2 separate regions of the Mus musculus genome follow, and region 1 is linked to region 2. Evidence: chromatin contacts called from public promoter capture Hi-C data. All regions are on one chromosome and are shown on one strand. Each heading gives the region's core, a stretch centred on a gene start, on an enhancer-like site or on the middle of the called end of the contact. The rest is flanking DNA. Distances are from core to core; before and after follow the strand shown. Region 1 holds the start of Wbp1 (WW domain binding protein 1). Region 2 holds the start of Eva1a (eva-1 homolog A (C. elegans)).

Region 1 (4,381 bases), core at 539-3,038, 1.1 Mb before region 2:
AGAATGCCTTTGAAGAGATGACATTTCCAGTACCAGGGGAGCTTCTCAGACAGAGAGGCCAGCTGACATAGAGCCCAGGGGCACAGAGACCCAGAAGGAGAGTGTGGCCAGGTCACCCAGGGGGATATATACTGACAAGTGACATAGCTGGCTTAATTACTTTGGCAATTATGTGCTGTGAAGCTTAGTAGGGGTAAGGAATTTCCTTAGGAAGCTGCTGAAGTGTAGGCTGTCGTGGCGCAGACCTGTGCCCCAGAGCTTGAGAGACAGGAGGATGGTTACAAATTCCGAGGCATCTAAAAATACATATAGATAGCCTGACACAATCAATCAATAAACTGGGAGAGGGGTATGGGGTGTGGAAACTGGGAGAGCTGGTGATGGCCCGAGTCCAGAAGAAAGTAGTAAAAGGAATAGAGAAACCTGCACTGAAGCCTGGATGTATGACGGAAGTAGCTACTTAGTGGGAGAAAAAAGGAATCCAGGGTAATTCTTTTTGGTTTGAGCCAAATCCAAGTTGATGTTTTTTCCTGAGATACTATTTAAAATAACAGCAACAACAAAAACCTACACAAGGGGCAGGCAGGGTACCATACTTTTGTTTCCTCCTTTGGACCTGAGTGAGAGGCAGGAACCCTGGGAAGAGAAGTGTGGTATTAAGGGTCCCTAAAGATGGGGACAGTGGCACAAGCATTTGATCCCAGCACCTAGGGAACAGAGGCAAGAGTGTGAGCTCCAGGCTGGCCTGGTCTACATAGTGACTTACAGGGCAGCCAAAGTTATATAGTGAGACCGCCTCGAAACAAAAACAAACGAAAATAGGGGTGGGTGACCCCAAAAACCTCGCCATTTGGTTCTCAGACATCCTCTGTCTCTTTCCCCAGCGAGCCCTCCTCCAGAAGGCGCGGAGCCAGCCGTCCCCGACTCTGCCTCTGCCAGTGGGTGGGGGCTGCCCTGCCCCTGCCCTCACCGAAGAGATGCTGCTGAAGCGTGAGGAGCGTGCACGGAAGCGGCGGCTGCAGGCGGCGAGGAGGGCCGAGGAGCACAAAAATCAGACAATTGAGCGCCTCACCAAGACGGCCGCTCCTAGCGGGCGTGGAGGGCGCGGGGCGGCGCGGGGCGAGCGGCGCGGAGGACGGGCTGCTGCCCCGGCCCCTGCACCCATGGTGCGCTACTGCAGCGGGGCACAGGGCTCCACCTTGTCTTTTCCTCCCGGCGTTCCCACACCCACGGCGGTGGCACAGCGGCCTGCCCCATCGGGCCCCGCTCCACGATGCTCTGTCCCCGGCTGCCCCCACCCGCGTCGTTATGCCTGCTCCCGCACCGGCCAGGCCCTTTGCAGCCTACAGTGCTACCGCATCAACCTGCAGCTACGGCTGGGAGGGCCCGAGGGCCCGGGGTCCCCACTCCTGGCCACCTAAGACCTCTCCCACGCCACATTCCTGCTGTCTCCCCCACCCTATTAAATTTCGTACAGTGCCTCAGCTTGTATCGAATTGCTGGAGTGGGAAGCCGGCGGAGTCTGAACCTGAGTGTGTAAAGTCATTCAGCCAATCGGCGAAAATTTTTGTGCTGAACGGCCGTTCATTGGCCGATAAGTCAAAGCTTGTTCTGTTGTCCGTACTGGCTATTGTTGCTGTCAGTCAGGCATTTGGTCGAGCCTTTCCCCTGTCTTTGTCTGTGTGAGTTCTTGTTGTCTGGGAGAGCGGCACAGGCGCCGCTGCGGATTGGGCAAAAGGAGAAACCTGTGACCGGTTCCTATTGGCTGATCTGTTAGTTAGCGATTCTGATTGGCTGGACTGAGCAACTGTGTCCTCTGGAGGTGCTCTCCCCGGCCGGGAGCTCCGGCCGCGGAGTGATGGTGGCACCGGTGGCGATGGGCCGGGCAGGGACCATGGAAGTGGCGGCAGAGGTGGCAGGGGCGGGGCAGCTGGCGGTGGAGGAGGCTGTGGTCTTCAGGGGTCTGTAGGTGGAGGCATGGCTCGGGCCAGCAGCAGGAACAGCAGCGAAGAGGCCTGGGGGTCACTTCAGGCGCCGCAACAGCAGGTATCCCAGCAGCTCTAAAAGCTTATCTCACTACAGCCATTTATTTCTCTTTCCCCTTTCCTGTCACTTCCTGTCCGGGGTGGGGGAGGAGCTCATGGAGCCAAAGGTACTCTGAAGTTCCTGAACATGACCATTCTACTCTTTGTCTAGACTTATTACGTAGATGCAGTTGACTTTACCTGCACCCTCTTAGACCCCATCTCATGGTTGCAATGCAAGCCTGCAGTGGCTCTCCAGTTACCAGAGGCGTAGTGAAACCCCCAGGGAGGTTCCCTCTGTCTTGCAGCAGTTATTTGTGATGTTTTTCTCTGTGCCTATTGTCACAGCAGAGTCCGGCAGCATCTTCTCTTGAGGGAGCAATTTGGAGACGAGCTGGAACCCAGACTCGCGCCCTGGATACCATCCTTTATCATCCACAGCAATCCCATCTGGTTGGGAGCACTGCTCTGGGTCTCACACTGTGCCTCCTCTACCCCAGGGAGCTTGAGACCCAGGGGTGGAAAAAAAAAACCATCTTGGGGGTGTGGGAGGCAGACCTTTGGGGTGGGAGATGTTGAAAGCTTTTTAGCTTTGGAAATGGCCTTAAATTCCTACCCATTGTCACACTATGTTTTGTTTCTTTTAAAACATTAGCCTACAAAAAACCACCCTTGGGGCCAGGCTTCTGTGAGAAAAGTATTGGGTTTAAAGAACTGATATCACTTTCTCTGTATTTACACTTTACTTTCTCACTAGTTTCTGGCATTTTAAATCTTCCATACTGATAGCCCTACATATAGACCCTCCTTTTAGCATCCCATGCCATCCTTCCAAGCTAGGTCGGCTCGTGGGTGGGACTGTATGTGCGTGCAGGAGGTGGGGGTGGACAGGGCCTTGGGTAGAAGCCCCTGGTTCTTAGTGCCTCCTTGCCTCCAGCTTCGAGAGCTGTGCCCAGGAGTGAATACCCAGCCCTACCTCTGTGAGACTGGTCATTGCTGTGGGGAGACTGGCTGCTGCACCTACTACTATGAACTCTGGTGTGAGTCTTCAAAGGGATCCATCTCAGGTTCCATGCCCATCCTCCCTTGGATTTCTGAACTCAGCTACCAAAGACCCTTCTCTGCTTAGGGCTGGAGTCTGGGGTGGTGGTCTGAGTTGTGCCCTCTTTGCCTCCTGCAGGGTTCTGGCTGCTTTGGACTGTCCTCATCCTCTTTAGCTGCTGTTGTGCCTTCCGCCACCGAAGGGCTAAACTCAGGCTGCAACAGCAACAGCGGCAGCGTGAAATCAACTTGTTGGCTTACCATGGGGCATGCCACGGGGCTGGCCCTGTTCCAACCGGTTCACTGCTTGACCTTCGTGAGTGACCTGAAGCTCTTGGATGCAGAACCAGTAGCCCCTTCCAAGCCAGGACCCTCAACCACCCCACACTTCCACTGGCAGACATTTCAGAGCACTCTTGTAGCTCAGGTCCTTCAGTCATCCATGCTGTTCTCTCTCCTGCAGGCCTCCTCAGCGCCTTCAAACCCCCAGCCTACGAGGATGTGGTTCACCACCCAGGCACACCGCCACCTCCTTACACTGTGGGCCCAGGCTACCCTTGGACTACTTCCAGTGAATGCACCCGCTGCTCTTCCGAATCCAGCTGCTCTGCCCACTTGGAGGGGACAAATGTAGAAGGTGTTTCCTCCCAGCAGAGTGCTCTCCCTCACCAGGAGGGTGAGCCCAGGGCAGGATTGAGCCCAGTTCACATACCCCCTTCCTGCCGCTATCGTCGCCTAACTGGTGACTCGGGTATTGAGCTCTGCCCTTGTCCTGACTCCAGTGAAGGTGAGCCACTCAAGGAAGCGAGGGCTAGTGCCTCCCAGCCAGATCTGGAAGACCATTCCCCTTGTGCACTGCCCCCAGATTCTGTGTCCCAAGTTCCTCCCATGGGGCTGGCTTCTAGTTGTGGGGACATCCCATAAGTAGTTTCAAGAGGGAAACTGGGTATTACTTGGCCACCAGGATTCAGCCCTGGTTTCAACTGCAGTCCTCCATGTGGGACCGTCCCCACCCTCCTAGAACACGCCTGAAAGGGCTGGAGCCCTGAAGAGGGGCAGCACCGAGGACTGTGCTATCTTTACTCACTCCCAAGACATACACAGGAGCCTTTAATCTCATTAAAGAGACATGAACCAGCTGCTTGTGATTCTGGGTAGAGTAGATCTCAGCTCATTGCATGCCTCCTAACCACACTGGCCCTGAAGGGAAGAAACGGGCCATTTATCACTTTACATGAGGATAACAGGCAGCTCCAAGGCAAAACTGTCTAAAGCAAGGGGTCAGTTAGGTTCTTTTCCAGTTTATTTAGAAAAAT
Region 2 (4,295 bases), core at 1,464-3,963:
AGCATGGCACGGGGCAGGCACTCGGTCTTAAAATGGACAATTATCCTATTAGTTCGTCACACTGACCTGCAGAGAATGCAGCTTGCTCTCCCTGTAAGACTCCCAGAGGGTCTGAGCCCACTTGCCCAAAGTCACACAGTTTACAGGTGACAAAGCTGGGATTAGAATACAGACAACATCCAAAGCCTTTGAGCTCAGCAGGTATTGTGAGCACAGCCCCATACCAGGCTCAGTATGTGGGTATCAGTGGAGAGGTGAGCACCACGGGGTCCCCTGCTGTAAATTCTGCAAATGGGATACTGAAGAAATGAAGGTGACTGGGTAGGGCAGCAGGGAACAAGGGCACTGTCCTAAGAAATGGAGAAAAGCTCCCATCCAGAAGAGACTGAGTTCTAGACCAAAGAAAGATGAGCAGTTTGCCAAGCCACTAGGGCGGGGAAGGTGGGTTCAAGAGGTCAAAACAGCAGAGGATCGGTGAACTGGGATGTGTTGGAAGCATGGCAGAAGGGCTAGAGGTTGAGGGTGGGCAGGGAAGCCTGGAGCTGGTGTGCAAGGTCACAGATTAAGCCTCACCCCTCAAGAGACCGGCTAGGGGCTGCTGTTAATGACTGACAGACACCTGTAGACCCAGGTCCTTTCTGTAAGCAATGGAGAAGCAAGAAAAGTGTGGGGCAGGCCAGCGGCCTGGTGGGAAGCCAGCAGTGGAATTCTGACTCTGGGGCTGCAGGTGGGGGTGGGGATATGAGAACAGGGGCTGGGGTAATCTGGAAAGGAGGGGAGTTGGGATACTCTCTGTGAGCCAGTTCCTTAAGTCAGGGTGACCCAATGAAAGCACAAGCAGTAATGGGCCAGAGGTATTGTGAGGAGAGGGTTCTCCTGAGCATTCCACCAAGCGAACAGCATCCTCCCTCACCCACAGGGTGAGGGCCAAAAGTATCTCCAGCTATTACCAGACTTCCCTTAAGGGCCACAATTAAAGCACATGTGGCACACACACACACATACACAAAATACAAAATAAAATATCTCTAAAATTAAAATTAAGCTCCACCATCTTTACTTCCTGGTTGACATCGGAGGGGGGGCGTTGACTCTGGTATTTTGAGGCAGAATCCTGTGGAACGAGGTTGGACTCAAACTCATTTTGTGGCCACAGATGACCTTGAGCTTCTGATCCTCCGGATTCCACTCCCAAGTGCTAGCCGCCCCACTCCCCCCCAACCCCTCCAACCTCCACCCCTGTGTGTTACACTCTTGGCCCCACTATTTTTCCGAAGAGAAAACAGCCACAAGAAGGCATTACCAAGGCTGGTGGTCTGACCCTGGCTTCCTTGACACCGGACTTGACCTCAAGCCGGCCCGCGGTGGCAGACTAACAATTACACTGCCTGGAGGGGAGGGAGGGGCTGAGAGAGCGCGGCGCCGGGTAGTATCCTCTTCAGTGAGCTAGGACGGCAGCCGGCTCTAAATAAACGCTTTGGATTTGAACGGAATCGCGATGTATTTGCTATAAAAGGTAAAGGCTTGGTCTTCCCTGAGTGTGAGCAGGCAGGAGGTAGCAGATTTCTTGCTCAGACTGGACTGAGGAACCATCTTTAGGGCTGGACTTGGGGTGTGCGGCACAGACCTGTTGGGATCCAAATTCACGCTTGGACCCTTTGCAAACTGCGAGGCTCAAGGCCGCTTACTCCCTCCTTTCCTTTTGTCCATTTTTAAAGCCAAGATTCCTAGAAGTTCCTGCCACAGGCCTAAGGTTGGAAAAGGTGTTTAACTAAGTAACAAAAATGAAACTACCCAGCGGGTCCGTCTCGCCGGCTTCAGAGCCATACTGGTTTGTCTTCATGCCCTGCAAAGATCTCTTCCCTCTACCCCCAGTCGTCGGGATCCTTCACCCCCAAACCTGATGAGTCCCTCTCCAGCAACAGAGCGTCACATTTAAAGCTTTAGGGGGCGCCAACAGCCTTAGAACGCCACGGTCCACTCCAATCTCGGGGATCTGGGGACGCGCGGGGGGGCGGGGGTCGTCAAATAAGTGTCAATAGTTCAGTGGCTCTGAGAAGAGTTAACTAAGTACTTCGCTAGGCCGGCTTCAGGTGGGTTAATCCCCAGCCAAGCCTAAATCCGCCGCCGCCGACTGGCCCGCTCAGCCAAGCTCCAGGGATTGGAGCAGCTAAGAGAAGCGCCCTGATTTGGAATTCACGAGTTCTCCAAAGCCCAAGGCAGAGGGTAAGAGTGGTCTGACCAAGCCAAACAGGATCAAGACGCTGGGGACGCCAGAAGGAAGGAGAAGCAAAAGAAGAAGGCAGGACCGGTGCTAACACCTGGACAGGGGTTTGGAAACAAAGCGGTAGTTTGGGATCCGAAGAGCACTAAAGAGTTCCCGCTCAGCAGAATTAGAGTGTCCCCGCGCCCTGAGCGCGCTTCGGGGAAGCAGCTTACCTTCTCTAGGACGACTGGCGCGTACTTCCGGGGACCGAGCAGGGGGGCCTGGAGTGGATCAGATCACCTAGGGAAGGGCACGGCAGTGTGCTGCTGCGCCCTGTGGCTGGGGCACCCGCGCGCCGGAGAGCAATTTGGGGCGGCCCTCCCCAATCAGGGCTGAGCACGGAACGCGCACACCCAGCCTCTGGACTCCTCCAGCCCTGCACACTCTAGAGGAGCCTGAGTCCGTGGGAGGAAAAGGTTGTCTCATTTCCTTCGGTCTCCCCCCGCTACCCCACCCCACCCCCGCCCCTCGGCTCCGGACCTGCCCTCCCTCCCGCTCCCCGCCCCCTTCCCCACGTGGGCGCCGCGAGACGCGAAACCTGAACGGCTGCTCCAACTTAGTTCAACTTTGGCAACTCTTGCCTGCCTCCCCGCGCTTCCCACCGTCCCCTGGGTTACATGATCTCCCCATCCGCGGTCCCCACCTTGTCCCGAACTTCCAACATTTCCCTCTTTACAGCAAGGAGCCCAGATCTGCAAGCAGAATCCAACCCTACCCCCAACCCTCATTGGCTTATTCCTGCCTGGTGGACTGCACTCGTTGAGCCAGCTTTAAAACCCCAAGTCCAGACAGGAAATAACCACTTACTTTGTTAAATTTGATCGACTCTTTTTTTTTTCTGAGTGGAGAGTTTAAAGTCTGATGCATAATCTCCAAGGAATGTTCGTTAGTATCAGAAGACATTACCACTTTTTGGTCTTGCTTGCCTGGGTTTGAAGTTTTGTTAAACTACAGGAGTATTTATGCAGTGGCCACAAGGAGCTTGGTGCAGAACAGGCTAGAATGACCCCAAAGGACATCCTGTTCCTCGGCAGTTAGCACAGGTAACTGGGGCAAAGATAGGAGTGGACCAGTCTTAATGGTAGAGGACAGTCTAGACAGGCAGACAGGCAGGCTGTGCAGCCCAGCCCTGTGAAAGACAGGAAGAAGGAGGGGAACAGAGAAGAGATCGCCCTGCCAGCCCAAGAAAGGGTGTTGCTGGGAACCAGGGCAACTGAAAACCAAGGGCTCAGATGGTGGAGAAATTGGATGGAATAACCAGGGACCAAAAGGGGTCATCAGAATCCCAGGTGTCCTCGAGAACTGCTATCAGAAGCATACTCTAGAAACAGCTGCTGTTCTCCTGCCCCTCTGGACCTGACTCACTGAGAGTCTACATTCTGACCCAATGCCCGGATTCAGATGCTATTTGAAAATGTTGCTTTCAAGACCATTGGTGGCATGGTGGACTGAATATATCAGACCACAGAGCCCTGGCTGGACTTTAAGCTATTAGGTTTAAAAATGAGAAGAAACCCAGGTCCACTCATACGATCACTGAATTTGTCTAAAGAGGGTCCCCCAAGTGTGTTTCTGAAAGTTGATCTGACAGAGCCAGGGCTGAGAGCCATAGTCTACACTTGGCCAAACAGTGCTTGCTTTATTTAACCTTGAAATGCAGTGCTTTCCCTCAAAGAAAACAATCTCAGGGTCCTGATGTAAACACAGACCAGTTGTCTTCTCTTATAGAAGCTACTGGTCTGGCAGGAAGGGTCTTGCTTCATCGGTGCCTTGAGCAACCAGTTCTAGCTTTGGACGGCCACTAAACTACTCCCTGAACTTGAATAAGGCCTCCTCTCCAGACTTCAGTTTTTCTTATCTGTAAAAGATACACACACTTAACCAACTCCAAATTCCATACCCAGGCACTCGGCACGCTCCCCATAACTGGGCAGCTGTATCAGCAGGCAGATGGAGAGGCAGCACAAAGGATTCATGACGTCATGCTGTGTTTGCAGCCACCTGGGCATGCTTGAGATCACAGGTTGGA

The links. Promoter capture Hi-C pulls out the DNA fragments that hold promoters and counts their contacts.
Region 1: a promoter capture Hi-C map of liver shows a contact between it and region 2, with 2.2 times the contacts expected there. The contact joins the promoter of Wbp1 here to the promoter of Eva1a in region 2. A contact is called at or near these places in 5 of 39 promoter capture datasets (cranial neural crest, liver, maxillary cranial neural crest and 1 more) and 1 of 115 datasets of contacts at active chromatin or transcription factors (extraembryonic endoderm stem cells).

What each region holds. Positions count from the first base shown.
Region 1 is chr6:83,118,868-83,123,248 of GRCm38.p6, reverse strand. It overlaps Wbp1 (WW domain binding protein 1), which reads left to right and starts at 1,788. Exons shown (of 5, transcript NM_016757.2): 1 at 1,788-2,046; 2 at 2,373-2,477; 3 at 2,962-3,064; 4 at 3,205-3,381; 5 at 3,529-4,205. The coding sequence starts at 1,978. The coding sequence ends at 3,989. Ino80b (INO80 complex subunit B) reads left to right here. Exons shown (of 5, transcript NM_023547.2): 5 at 885-1,484. The coding sequence ends at 1,421. It overlaps Mogs (mannosyl-oligosaccharide glucosidase), which reads right to left. Exons shown (of 4, transcript NM_020619.3): 4 at 4,347-4,381.
Region 2 is chr6:82,040,046-82,044,340 of GRCm38.p6, reverse strand. It overlaps Eva1a (eva-1 homolog A (C. elegans)), which reads right to left and starts at 2,713. Exons shown (of 3, transcript NM_145570.2): 1 at 2,440-2,713.